Regions from separate parts of the Zea mays genome. Here region 1 is linked to region 2. The links are chromatin contacts, called in public Hi-C maps. All regions are on one chromosome and are shown on one strand. Each heading gives the region's core, a stretch centred on a gene start, on an enhancer-like site or on the middle of the called end of the contact. The rest is flanking DNA. Distances are from core to core; before and after follow the strand shown.

Region 1 (6,718 bases), core at 2,521-5,020, 300 kb before region 2:
CAGGTAGCCGTCGCCTTCGTGGCGATGCCACCGTCGGCCGCTGCTACCCCGGCGTCCAGCACGGCGATGCCCGCTGCTACCTGCGCCCCCGCGCAACGGCACCTGCCCGAGCCTCTGCTCCCCGCCCCCAGCTGTCGACGCCAGCGCGAGTGCCAGCATCTCGGCGCGTCCGGCCCCACCCCAACCTCCTCTGCTCGGTGGCGCCGCCGCCCCTTCCCTGCCTGGCCGCACCTCCAGGACTCCGCGCGGTCGCGGCCGTTCCCTGCCAACGGGCACCGTCGCCCCCCCCCCCCCCACCTCTCCCTGCCGCGAGCACTCCCCATCGTGGCCTCATCTTCCCCAGCCGCCGACCTCCTGCGTCGATCCGTGCAACCTGCGTCGTGATGTCGGCTTCCCCTTTGTCGTCAGCGCCCCCTGTCGCGCCCACCCTCCTCTGGTTGTCGGCCTAGCCCCCTGTAGACGCCGCCAGCAACTTCCCCGGCGGCCTCTCTCGCTGCACGCACACGTGCTGCCAGGACGCCTCTAACTGTGTCGTCGGCTGCACTTAGGCATGGACGCCTCCCCAGCGGCGGTGGCACCTGTGCTCTGGCACCGGCAACCCTTTCCCTGCCCCCATCGACCTGTGCACGCGCGTGTGTGCAGCCACGGGTGCCCCGCCGCAGCCAACCACGTATGGGCTAGCCATCGCCAAAGCCCCGGCTCATGTCCAGCGGTGGCGCCTCCCCGTCGGCCACCCCCTCCCTTCCCGCTCTAGCACCCAAGAGCGCAAACTTATCGAGCTTCTTTCATCGCCGTCGTCAAAACCACCTGCCAGGACCGTCGCAACCCCTGCTCGGCTGGACCCGCCTCGCCGCCCACCCCTTCATCGCCTTCGTTGGAGTCGTCGTTGTCACGACCTTCCCGGCCGGATTCCACGTTGTTGCGGCCTTCTCGGCTCGATCTGCCGTCCCTTTGGCCAGATCGCGTCTTCCCGACCGGATTCGTCGCTATCATAGCCTTCCCGGTCGGATCCGTCGCCCCCCTTCTATTTTGCCGCGGGCGCGGACACCATGACCGGCGCAGATGCGTGCGCTGCTGTCGGCCTCCCTGGCAGGGCTCCTTGACGCCCATACGATCGAAGAAGGAAGGTCGGCCTGTCGGTGTCCTTTTGTTGTGTCGCCCTGCCGAGCGTTGACGCTCGAACGTCGACCCTCCCAAAGATCAGGCTTCTGCTGCGTGTCTCCCAACCGCGACCACCTCGACTTCGACTATCTCGGCATCTAGGGGCTATCGTCTTCTTGGAGCACACACCGGTCTCTACTCCAACCGCAACATTAGCACCATCACGACGCTGTGACTACGGGGGGGATTCAACCCGTCGACTCCTACCTTCGGCCTCTACTCCAGTATCATCGTGTGTGGTGCCCCCGTTGCGACTGCGGGGGCACGTTAGACTGTGTGTGTGTGAGAGAGAGAGAGTGTGTGTGGGCCAGCGCCACTGTTGGGCTGCCGGCCCATTAGGGTAGTTGTGAGTTTATATATTGTACCACATCTCCTATCAATACAAGCAGTTCACTATTCTACACGAGATCTATCAGCCAGGCACCTAGTTGTATCTATCCTATCGTCCAGGTGATTCTAGTGCTTCCTCGACTACAAATTGCCTCCATCTCCCTCTCTCGCCTTCTTATTTGGGTGTGTTGTGTAGGACTTGGAATGTGGTGTAGCTGCGTAGGATTCTAGTACTAGATTAGTTTGACTTTCTAATTCTTAGTTTCTTTTTTATCGAACCTGTAGCTATTAGTCAGAGTTACATTTCGTTTTGTCTTGGTTCTTGTATGATATGCGTCCTGCTAACTGATTCCTTCTTAAATCCTATCACTACTATGTACTCTCCTTAAATCTTGAATAGTGCACATATTAAATTTGACATAGCATTCAGTATAGAATAACTCGGATGGTAGTGAACAAAGAGTATAGAAAAAATGTTTTTCGGTTTGCATTCCATGCCACCCACATTGGAGCCCTATATGCACATATGCTTTATCTTTCATTTCATTAAGAAGACAGTATTTACTTTTTCATAGCTAGGGGTGTTTGAATGCACTAAAGCTAATAGGTACTAAGTAGTTGGCTAAAAACTTGCTAGTGGAATTAGCTAGCTAACTATTAGCAAATTTGTTAAAAGTAGCTAATAGTTGAATTATTAGCTAGATTGTTTGGATGTATTTAGCTAGTTTTAGCAGCTAACTATTACCTCTAGTGCATTCAAACACCCCATTTACCATTGCAACTTCTACTACTAAACTCATTTCTAAAACATTATTGATTGTAGTATGTAATATAGCTCGCACAGGAGATATGTCTCCTTGGCGAGGCATACTAGCGTGTGAAGGCTACAGAGCGTCAGCACATGTACTTAGCACAGGAGCTGGAGTTGCAGCGCATGCAGTTCTTCCTCAACACAAAGATGGAGCTCATGCAGTCCTAGAATCATGTGCCTCCCATTATAGCCATATAGACTATGCACATCTTTCACTTTTTTGTTACTAGAATTTAACCCTAGTCTTGATCAAATCCTGGGTCCGCCATTGCCAGCCTGCAAGTCAAGACCTAGATATACACTGTGTCTAGATGCGCAGTAAAAATTATGTATCTAAAAAAGCTAAAAGCCTAAGACAACTTACAATTTGAACAGATGGAGTATTGATGAAGAAGCAGATGTAGTACAAAGTATGGATAAGGACCCAAAACAAAATTTAAAGACCAAAGTTCTGCAGGCCCTTCTCCAAAAAAAGGAAAAGAAACAGATGTAGTTCAATTTAAGTCAGGAAAGACTGAGTTTGGCGTGTGGACTGCTATCCAGGTAGGATTTCAGCTACGTAGTTGTTGGTTCACTTGGTTGCAGATTTGACTCCTTATCCAGGTTGAAGTGCACAGTTATCGGGCATCAGCAATAAACAGAAAAATAATGTACATAACACGAAAACCATGGCATGGCATGGTATCCCCCCAGACAAACTTTCGTGTTTTGGCCTCTCAAAATAGGATAGGGCTTCAGTTAAGAGTTCGGTTGGAGTTGCTCTAAGTAAATGGAACAGCAGGAAAAAGGCAAGATGCCTATCTATCGACATTCTACCAAAAAGGAATTGAATCCTCCACCTGCGCAATTCAACGAGAAGACACAAAACAGCGGCTAAAATGGGCAATGTACCTTCTTGCCATCCTCTGATTTCCGCGGCTTTCTCTTCTTCTTCCCCTTCTCCAGCCCCTCTCTAACTTCCGTCGCCGCCGCCTCCCCGGCCGCAGGCACAGGAGGAACAGCCTCGGCATCTCCTCTTCCTGCTTCACCGCCGCCTCCTTTTCCTCCACCTTCGCGGCCGCCGCCGGCTGGTTTGACAAGCCCCCACGAGAGTTTCGACTGCACGCACCGCCTCGGCGGCTTCCCGTCAGCCGACGAGGGCGATGGCTTCGTCGGAGACGGCGACGGCGCCTCGGGATCAGCGGATCCACCCATGGGTACGAGAAATCAAATGGGGAATCGCGGTGGGTCAGAGCTAGGGTTTGGGTTTCGAGAGCTCCCTGCGAAGGAGTACAGCACAGCACAGCGCATCGGGAGGAAATGTTGGAGTTGGATTAGCTTCACGTTTCCCGCGCGGACGACTGCGAAGGCGGGTAGTTTGCGCGGGCGCGCGTCGCATGGGCGGAGGAGGCAGGCGCCGCAACCCGCAACCAGGGAGGTCCGGGTCTCCGGGACGAAGGGATTCTTTGGTTAATGGTCTCTGCGGATCAGATTAGCTATGGGCCCCTGCATAATCGTCGGGTAAAAGATGGGCTTGGTCCTTGGACCACTAATGGGCTGTGCTGTGGTTAGCCGCCGAACTTGCCTTGGAGAGCTGTGTAGCAGGCTACTAGCAGCCGGGCCTGTTGCCATTTGGCAACGTAGTATTTTCAGAGTTTCAAGACAATCCTGTTGAGAAACCCTAATGAAGGGTTATATGAGTAAATACCGAATATACCCTGAGGGCAATCATGTCCCTATATATAGAACATGTATCCCCTCATATGGAATAGAAATGAGAAAGTGGCCAGAGGCCCAACTATATATCATGTGTCTCGTGTGTTTTCTCTGTCGTGCTTATGGGAAGGGAGACGGGTTCTCTACATCTTCTCGTGCCTCTACTGCTTACGGGGGGAAGGGAGCGGATCTGGTGATCCGTGGTAACGTAATTCTTAATACGTTATCAGCACGCTCTACCTCGACGTTGCTGCGGGATTGGATCTGCATCAACTCTCCGTCAATCCGGTAGGTCTCCGGCCTAGCCGAACTGTCCTACGCGACAGTCTTCGATTCCTCTCCTACGCAATACAATGGTATGTCTTTCTGTATAGACTGAATACACAGTTCGCGGTGATAAAAATGGTGGCGACTCTACTGACCACGATGGGGAGATAAGCTCCTGGCCGCCGGAAGCGGATCAGACGCTGAATGTGCATGAGTTTCCATTCCAACCAATCGGCGAGGAACCACCCCGCATGCCTGCATGCAACCTGTACGACGCGGCCACAATCTGTACGATGCAGGCACCAATCTGTTTTTCCAGGAGAAAAAATAGTAACAGGTCACATACCCATGCAACATGTGTAACTTGGAGCGCGGCCTCCGGCCAGGAGTGGGCCTTGCACGGTCGTCGCGCGCTCCATGTGCTGCCCGGTCAAAGCGGCTGACAGTTGAGAGCGTTGTGCTCCCAATCAAATCGGCTGGTAGTTGAACTAGTGTTTAGCGCGCGCCTGGGCGCGCGTGACCATATATGGCTTAAGGATTTTGTGAGTACCCAGATATGTAAAACAAATTTAAACATGATATGAGTATACAATATGTATGCAAGAAACCAAAATATAAGTAGATAATATTGTTTTCCCATAATAGTTGATACCAGTTGTAGAGTGAAATTAGACTACAATATATACTAAGTAGTATTGAAGCATCATACAACAACACTTAGCAACAGTGTGCTTCCAGGTGTTAAGTAAATATGTACAGATCCACAAATAGTCTAACAGTAGGTTCATATATATATAGGGAAGTATTCATGGTCCAAAAGTGATGGTGCTCTTGATAGGGTTCATATCTATAGGGAAGCATTCATGGTCCAAAAGTGATGTTGCTCTTGATAGGTGCGCAATAAGTAAATACCTGTGTACAAAGGAGGAAAAAGTATTAGAGGTGTTGGAGGTGTTTTCCCAATAGTTTGCTAATGTTGCTGCGTAAAAGGGTAAGTGGAATACATTATGTTGACTGTGTATAAATATATTTGCGATATATGAATAAGTTTTGCACATGGTGTTATACCTTCATGAAGTTGATGATGATCTAGGAGCTCTTCTTTTTGGGGTCTGTAAGATCTGGTATTCCTTTGCTACTGTGGCCATGTTTCATTCTATATAATATCATGAATGTTGTATTAGCGTGGAAAATAAGATCTAGCATTTAAAAGAAGGTTGTTGTTGCTACTGTTATTATGTCCAACTATTTTTGTAATACATACCTTTTCGGTGGCGACGATAACTCTTCATTGTTGAGTTCACTTATGCGCTGGGCATCACCCTGTGGTTAAGTGCATAAATTTTATGAATGTAGTTTCATATAACAAAGTGGAAGCTCATTTTGTCCTGGTTTATTTATTATGTGGGTATTGATTGTATTAATTTATATCTGGTATTAAAATGTAATGGATATGTAACTTTGTAAGTGCATGGAAAATAAGTATTTAGTAGTACTAAAGGTACCTCTGTGTCATGTGACATATCTGAATATATTAGAACACGTCGTGCCTGTTGAATAGACTTCATCAAGTTGTATGCATGAAAGAATGATACGTTTATAATAGGTTTTACATGGCAAGAAAAATAAGAAGTTTCGTACCTCGTTTCTTTCGTTGCTACAGGTAGATAGTTTCGCCATCGATGTTGCTGGAGAGTCTTGTGTGGTCGGGAGGCTAGGTATTTCATCTTGTGTATCCAACTCTTGTTGAGGATGGCTAGGCATGTTAGATGGTATGAAGGTCTGTCTTCCATGATTTGTTAAAATAGACAGAACAGAGAATACTCTATTTGTGACCGAGTAGGCTGACATATTGATGGTAACTACAAGGGTAAATTTCAGACACACAATAGCGACTAGGGCTGCTGGGGGACCCTGAGAAGTTGCAGCTGCTGTAACAAGGTTGTCACAAGGTTTTCCTACTATTTTTCTGGCTATGCTATCAAAACAAAAGAACTCTGCCTCACATGTCCCATCAGTAGCAATGAAGCTGAGCTTGTATCTGTCAATTCAAATTATGAGTATTTCAAAGCAGCAATTAAGTTTGTAGTAAAGATAAGACTTTATTAAGATGAAATAAATGGTAGTAAATCAGGTGTGTGTGTGTTAAGATTTACCTAAAGTTAATATCTGTGCAGCCACATGATGTGCAGTGATATCCTGTTGAAGTTTGAGATGAAGATTTGTGGCACCTTGAGCAAGATGGGTACCACCATTTGCTATTTTGCACAATGCGTGAGATAGTAACAGTGCATCTGTAGCCTTCTGGCTGCAATATAAAAGAGAGAAAAAATGTACCAAGTTAGATAGGCATATTGTCGATGTATTAAATAAGTGAAACATATGAGGATTTAGTAGTAAATACGGGAAACATGTCCGGATCTATGTTGAGCAGCTCTTCAACAGTCTTTTGTT
Region 2 (6,233 bases), core at 895-3,394:
GAAGCCTTTGCTTTCTGGGCCTAAAAGATGGATCGACATTGAGTGAATGTTCGATAACGTCTCTATTGACACCACAGAGATCATTGGCCGACCATGCAAAAACATCTTTGTTGTTGAATAAAAACCTTATCAAATTTTTCTCCTGCTCTTCAAATAATTGGGACCCTAGCAATACCTTCTGCTCTGTTAAGTCTTCACATAGAAGCATGGGCTTCGGCTGATCAACCGAAGCAGCCTTCTCTCTTTTGTACTTGTACTGCTCACAAGCTTCAACTCCGTCTATATTGTGGATGGCTTTTGAGTTTGTCCAATTTCCCTCAGCCTTTCTGGCAGCTTCCTGACTTCCATGAATAGCAACAGGCCCTTGTTCCGAAGGTATCTTCATGCATAGATATGCTGGATGAAGAATTGCTTTAAAAGTATTAAGTGTCCCACGACCAATGATTGCATTGTAGGGGTACTCCATGTCAACAATATCAAACACAACTTGTTCAGTCCTTGTATTGTGGACAAATCCGAAGGTCACTGGCATTGTGATCTTACCAAGTGCTACAATCTGCCTTCCTCCAAAGCCACAAAGAGGGTGTGTAGCATCATGAATCTTGTCCTCTGGCTCTTGTATCTGTCTGAATGCTTTAGCAAATATGATATTGGCTACACTGCCTGTATCAACTAGAACATTATGGACCAGAAATCCCTTGATGACACAAGATATGACCATAGCATCATTGTGGGGGTAATCCTTGAGCTGAAGGTCCTCCTGGGAGAAGGTGATTGGGATGTGGGACCATTTCGACTTAATGAAGGGTCCCTGCACCCCAACATGCTGCACCCTTCTCTGAGCTTCCTTTTTCTGCTTCTTGTTGACTGGCTCTGAGCATGAACCGCCTGTTATCGGGAGCACCAGCTTCGTAGCCGAAGCAGCTTCAGCTTGCTTGTTGGACGAAGCTATCAGCTCAATCAGTGGAAGTGAGTTAATCGACGGTGGGCTCCAATGTTGGGGACTTGTTCTCAAATGCTATGAGTTAAGAACAAGGCAACATAAAAGGGTTAATGGTTAGTACCCTTCGTCCTTCGAAGCATTATATCCTTTAAGATGTAATGATCTTCAGACGAAGGGCATGAAGGACATACCTTCGACATTTCAATACATATTAATAAAGGAAGAAGCATATGAAATATGAGAAATAACATAAATAATCATATGGCATGATTGATATCTTTGAGTTATATCATCATGAACAAACGTGAACAATATTGAATTACATTTATACCTTCGGCTTGACAGAAGGCAAAAGTCAAGCGTGATGCGCGAGCAAATACAAGTCAGCGTGAACAGTACGGGGGTACTGTTCATCTATTTATAGGCATAGAGCGCAGCCTGTGAGATATTACATTCATGTCCTTTACAAAAGATTACAATTATGACACAGGCTCTCATGGACTAATCGGTCATTTCATCTTTAAATCGGTGCGATCCTTCGTCTTGAGACATGTCACTGTGCCGAAGCTTCATAGATGGTAGCTTCGACGCTGCTTTTGAAAGGATCTGCCGAAGGTGTTTCTTCTTACAGGATCTTCGGCGACGAAGCATACCCCTAACATCCATATAGGGATAGATCCAAATACTTATTGTTAATTTTTTAATCGTTTTCTTTTTAATTGCGAATAGATAGATATATAATCTGCTATATAAATTATTATAGTTTTTAATATTGACTATTGAGCTTCAAAAGGTTCATAAAAATTAAACCTCAAACTTATCCTATTTCTTCTTAAATGATGGATATTAAAAAAATCAGATACAAACACTATTTTAGATTTAGATGAATTTTCACATTTTTAGTTGTAAGGAGCAAATAATATAAAATAATTTATACAAAAAATTTATTCGTGTTTTTATAATGTGTTTAATAACATAACTGAGATTAGCATCAAATTTTATTTATATTTATTTTAGATATTAAATTTATCATAATTCGGTGTGTATTTCCACATCCACAGACTACAAGCATACCCTCAGCAATTCCGACTCCGACAATTCCAGAAAATCGCCGCGTGGTCGGTCCATCCGGGTCGACTTGACTTCCCTCTGCAACCTCGGAACCCAGCCAATCCGCTGATCTCAACTGCCGGGCACTCCGATCCGGCAACGATGGAGGGGAGCGCCGACTCCTTCGGGTCCTTGACGGCGCCGCTTGCCTGGCACGACTTCCTCGAGCGCATGCGCCAGCCTTCCGCCGCCGAGTTCGTCAAGTCCATTAAAAGGTCAGCTCTAGCCCACGCGCCCACTCCCCCTCAATCATATGGGTGAAATTAGGTTCATGTGAGATTCAGTTCGTGGGTGATGAGATCCGCGGCGAAACATATTGCAATTGCTTTGCTTGAGCTCTTGCGGCCTGTGTAGGGCGAAGTAGCTCGAGGTGGGAGATTAAAGTGTAGTGGGAATTCGGGGACACGAATGGGATTTCAATGCCGTGCCTTTCAAAATGTAAGCCCACATTGTTAGAGAGCTTGTAGGGTCAATCTGTCTGTTTTTGGACAGCTTAACCTAGGTTTGCTATTTGGGTTGGAACCTGTCGTCTAGGTTCGAGCTGGTTCCACTTGTCATTCCTTTCTGCCAACTTCTAGAGTTCAGACTTCTTTGATGGATGCCTTCCAAGCTGCAATATGATAGAGACATTGCACATTGTGAGATAGTTTTGCGTTGAGGTTTTTCATATGCTCTGCGAACTTGATTGATCCTGTGTATGCTTTAGCATATGTAGATGATACCCGAATTGGTAGAAAATAGTGGAGTACTTACATTGGGATTAATGCACTGAGTTTAAATGCTAATTCCAGGATAACTATTTGTTTTCAATTTAGGGTTAGAGTACGGCTTTGTATTTCCCATTACTGCCTGGTACAAAACCAAGGTTGACTTGAGCTGTGATATAGGCATGATAGATGATTATATGTTACTAATTGATCTTATGTTACTAATGGGGCGAGAAGCCCAAAGCTGTGAGTAAATGCTTCCTGAGCTATTAAGCGCTCTTTTTCTTTCAAATGCAGCCGTATGCATTGGAGATGCCTCATTTTTCTTAATAGACTTAGTAGCTATTAATATTTAACATTTATTTAGGCCTTTTTACAAAATACTTGAAATTAACTTAGTTATGTTCCATGCATACAGCTTTATTGTGACATTCTCAAACAGAGCTCCTGATCCAGAGAAGGATAGTACTGCTATCCAGGAGTTCCTGGAAAACATGGAAGGGGCTTTCAGAGCCCACACCCCTTGGGCTGGCAGTTCAGAGGAAGAACTAGAGAGTGCTGGTGAGGTAATCTCCTTATTCTGCACTCTGAAGTATCAAGTACTATTAATGTGGCTCCGTATTTTTGTTCGTACAGATGTCTGACTCAGAAATAAAGATAAGCTAACTTATTTTCAGCACTTAGCAACCTCACCAAACAGACTGAGATCCAAATACCGGACGATTAGTGCTCACACTGCAGGGCTAGAACTAAACATGTTTTAGTTTCCAGTGCCATTATTTCAGCAATTTAAAACCCATCAATTGTTCATGTCCTTTATTTGTCTCCATCTGTCAGCAACTGAGTCTGCAGGCTATTTTTCTACACTGACATCTTTCATAGGTTGCCTGGAGCCCTGGATGATATTGAGTCACATCATGGTTAATTTCTACACCAGTGCTGATGTCTTCATCTTATAGGAGCTTAGAACCACACATGCTGGTAAAAATTGGCTTACCCATACAAAATAATATTATAAAGATATTGAATTATAAACAGCATTAAAACACAAGGTTAGCATGCTTCAAACTGCAGTAGTAACTCAGAACAGATGCAAAATAGTTTCAGATTTATTACAAGAGTAGGACATAGGATATCCTGCCATCTTCTTTTAGTCATGTATCCTTAGTTGAAACAGCACTGTTACCAAGTACCAGTCAACTACAGAAACCTTGTCTTGGAAAAATTCCTTCCATGAAATCTTGTTGCTAATCCACTATAAGGACAAATACAGTGTTGGCGGCTCCCACATGAGTGGGGTCTAGGGAAGGGATAACCGGCAAGCCTTACCTCTGCATTTTTTCAGAGAGGTTGTGTTGAACACAGGACCTTTGGCTCAATGGGAAGACTTCTCACCACTGTACCAGGCCTGTCCTTCTTGCTAATCCACCACAAGGATCTGTTGAAACATTTGTAAACAATTTTTTCTGAAAATTGTTTGTTAGATACCCACCATTCAATTTGCACTTATTATTTTCTTCAAATATCACAGTACTTAATAAAAGACCTATTCTGTCTTGTTTGGGTACAAGATGACTTCAAATATACCCAGAATCAAATATGTTGATATTGGATTTGGTTTCATTGCATCTTAATAGTGCTCTTCATTAGTTTTCTTGCCCCTATATCTTAATTTCACTTCATATTGGCGTACAAATTATATAGTAGTTGACTTCTATTTAAACATGATTACTCTTTATGATCATTGCTAATTTAGTAATTCCTTATGTCTGATAAAATGACATTTGATGTCAAAACTTCACTCATTTACAGTAGTCATGCTGCCCTTTTCTTCGATTAAGAATAGCACTGATAGATGGTACTGCCAAGTACTACTATTAGTAACACTGTTGTTCTATTCATACAAGCAGCTGGAACTACATGTTGTAATGTTTGATGCATCTTGCAAAAAAAAGGGTATTGGTCATTCTAGAGTTTACTTACTAACAATTTATCATTTTATTATGCTGTGTACTGACTAATAGTTTATCATTTTATTATGCTGCATATCGACTAATATTTTATCATTTTATTATGCTGTATGTATACCGAATAATTGTTGTATGTGTTGGATTTTTTGCTCTTCGTAGCATATGACAACGTTTTGTCTTCTATTTAGATCTGATTACTCTTTATGGTAATTGCTAATTTAGTAATTCTTTATGTCTGATAAAATGGCATTTGATGTCAAACTTCACTCATTACAGTAGTCATGCTGCCATTTTCTTCGATTAAGAATAACATTGATTAACGATATTGCCAAGTACTATTTGATAATACTATTACGCCCCGTTTGGATCATTAGAATTGAATTCAATTCTAATAATAGTAATTTTGGCATATATCAATTAAGATAATTCGGTTTTATGCAAAATATATTTGTATACTATTATTAGCAAGATGTCGGAGATATTTATGTGCTACATTTTTACTATAGAGGACTAAGACGAAGAGTGTCATGTAAGTTACAGAGTAGAAACAAATTCTACTAATGCATAAAATTATTTCTCATCCTCCACCCTATGAATTTGAGATAGGCTTATATCTGAACTTTGGAAAGTGGTGGAATGTCAAATTCCAAACTAAATAAGTTACTTTATTGAGTGAATTCCAATTCCTCTAAAATGAAGGGATCCAAACGCCCCGTTAGTAACATTGTTGTTCTATTCATGCAAAAAAAAACTCGACCTTCGGGGGTAAGACCACTGACCACCCCCACGGTATTATATTAAGAAGAAGACATTCTCACGCAGGTCAAGAAACCCCCGAACCCCTGCCCCACCCATACGCAACGGCACCGTAGCCCATGTGAAAACAACCGCGACCGGGGCTGGGCCTTAGACCTGTGCTTTGGCGTGGGACAACGAGGAGATTTTTTTAACCACAACCTGAAAATTCGCTCCCACGGGAAGTCGAACCCGGGATCTGAGGAGTGCTAGTACTCAAACCATCTAACCAACTTGGCTAAAGGCCCTTTCGCGGTTCTATTCATACAAGCAGCTGAAACTACATGCCGTAATGTTTTATGCATCTTGCAAAAAAGGATAATTTATCATTTTATTACGTTGTATACTGACTAATAGTTTATCATTATATTATACTGTATATCTACTAATATTTTATCATTTTATTATGTTGTATACTGAGTAATAGTTATATGTGCTGGAATTTTTGCTCTTCGTAGCATATGACAACGCTTGACTTCTCTTTTAGGGACTTGAGAAATATGTTATGACAAAGCTGTTTAATCGGGTATTCGCATCAGTCCCAGAAGATGTGAAGAGTGATGAAGAACTTTTTGAGAAAATGTCTTTGCTACAGCAATTTGTAAGGCCTGAAAACTTGGATATAAAACCAGAGTACCAGAATGAAACATCCTGGCTGGTATGAGAATTAACTTCCCTCGTTTTTGGGCATTTTTTTGCTTGATGTAT

What was found. Hi-C and Micro-C count contacts between places; a contact is called where the count stands out from the background.
Region 1: a Hi-C map of endosperm shows a contact between it and region 2, with 2.2 times the contacts expected there. The contact joins the promoter of LOC103639335 here to the promoter of LOC100273143 in region 2. A contact is called at or near these places in 2 of 25 Hi-C or Micro-C datasets (ear and endosperm).

Annotation. Positions count from the first base shown.
Region 1 is chr9:147,410,094-147,416,811 of Zm-B73-REFERENCE-NAM-5.0, reverse strand. LOC103639335 (P-loop containing nucleoside triphosphate hydrolase superfamily protein) reads right to left here and starts at 3,770. Exons shown (of 18, transcript XM_008662093.2): 1 at 3,194-3,770. The coding sequence starts at 3,496.
Region 2 is chr9:147,111,102-147,117,334 of Zm-B73-REFERENCE-NAM-5.0, reverse strand. LOC100273143 reads left to right here and starts at 2,144. Exons shown (of 5, transcript NM_001147590.1): 1 at 2,144-2,268; 2 at 3,179-3,326; 3 at 6,013-6,183. The coding sequence starts at 2,156.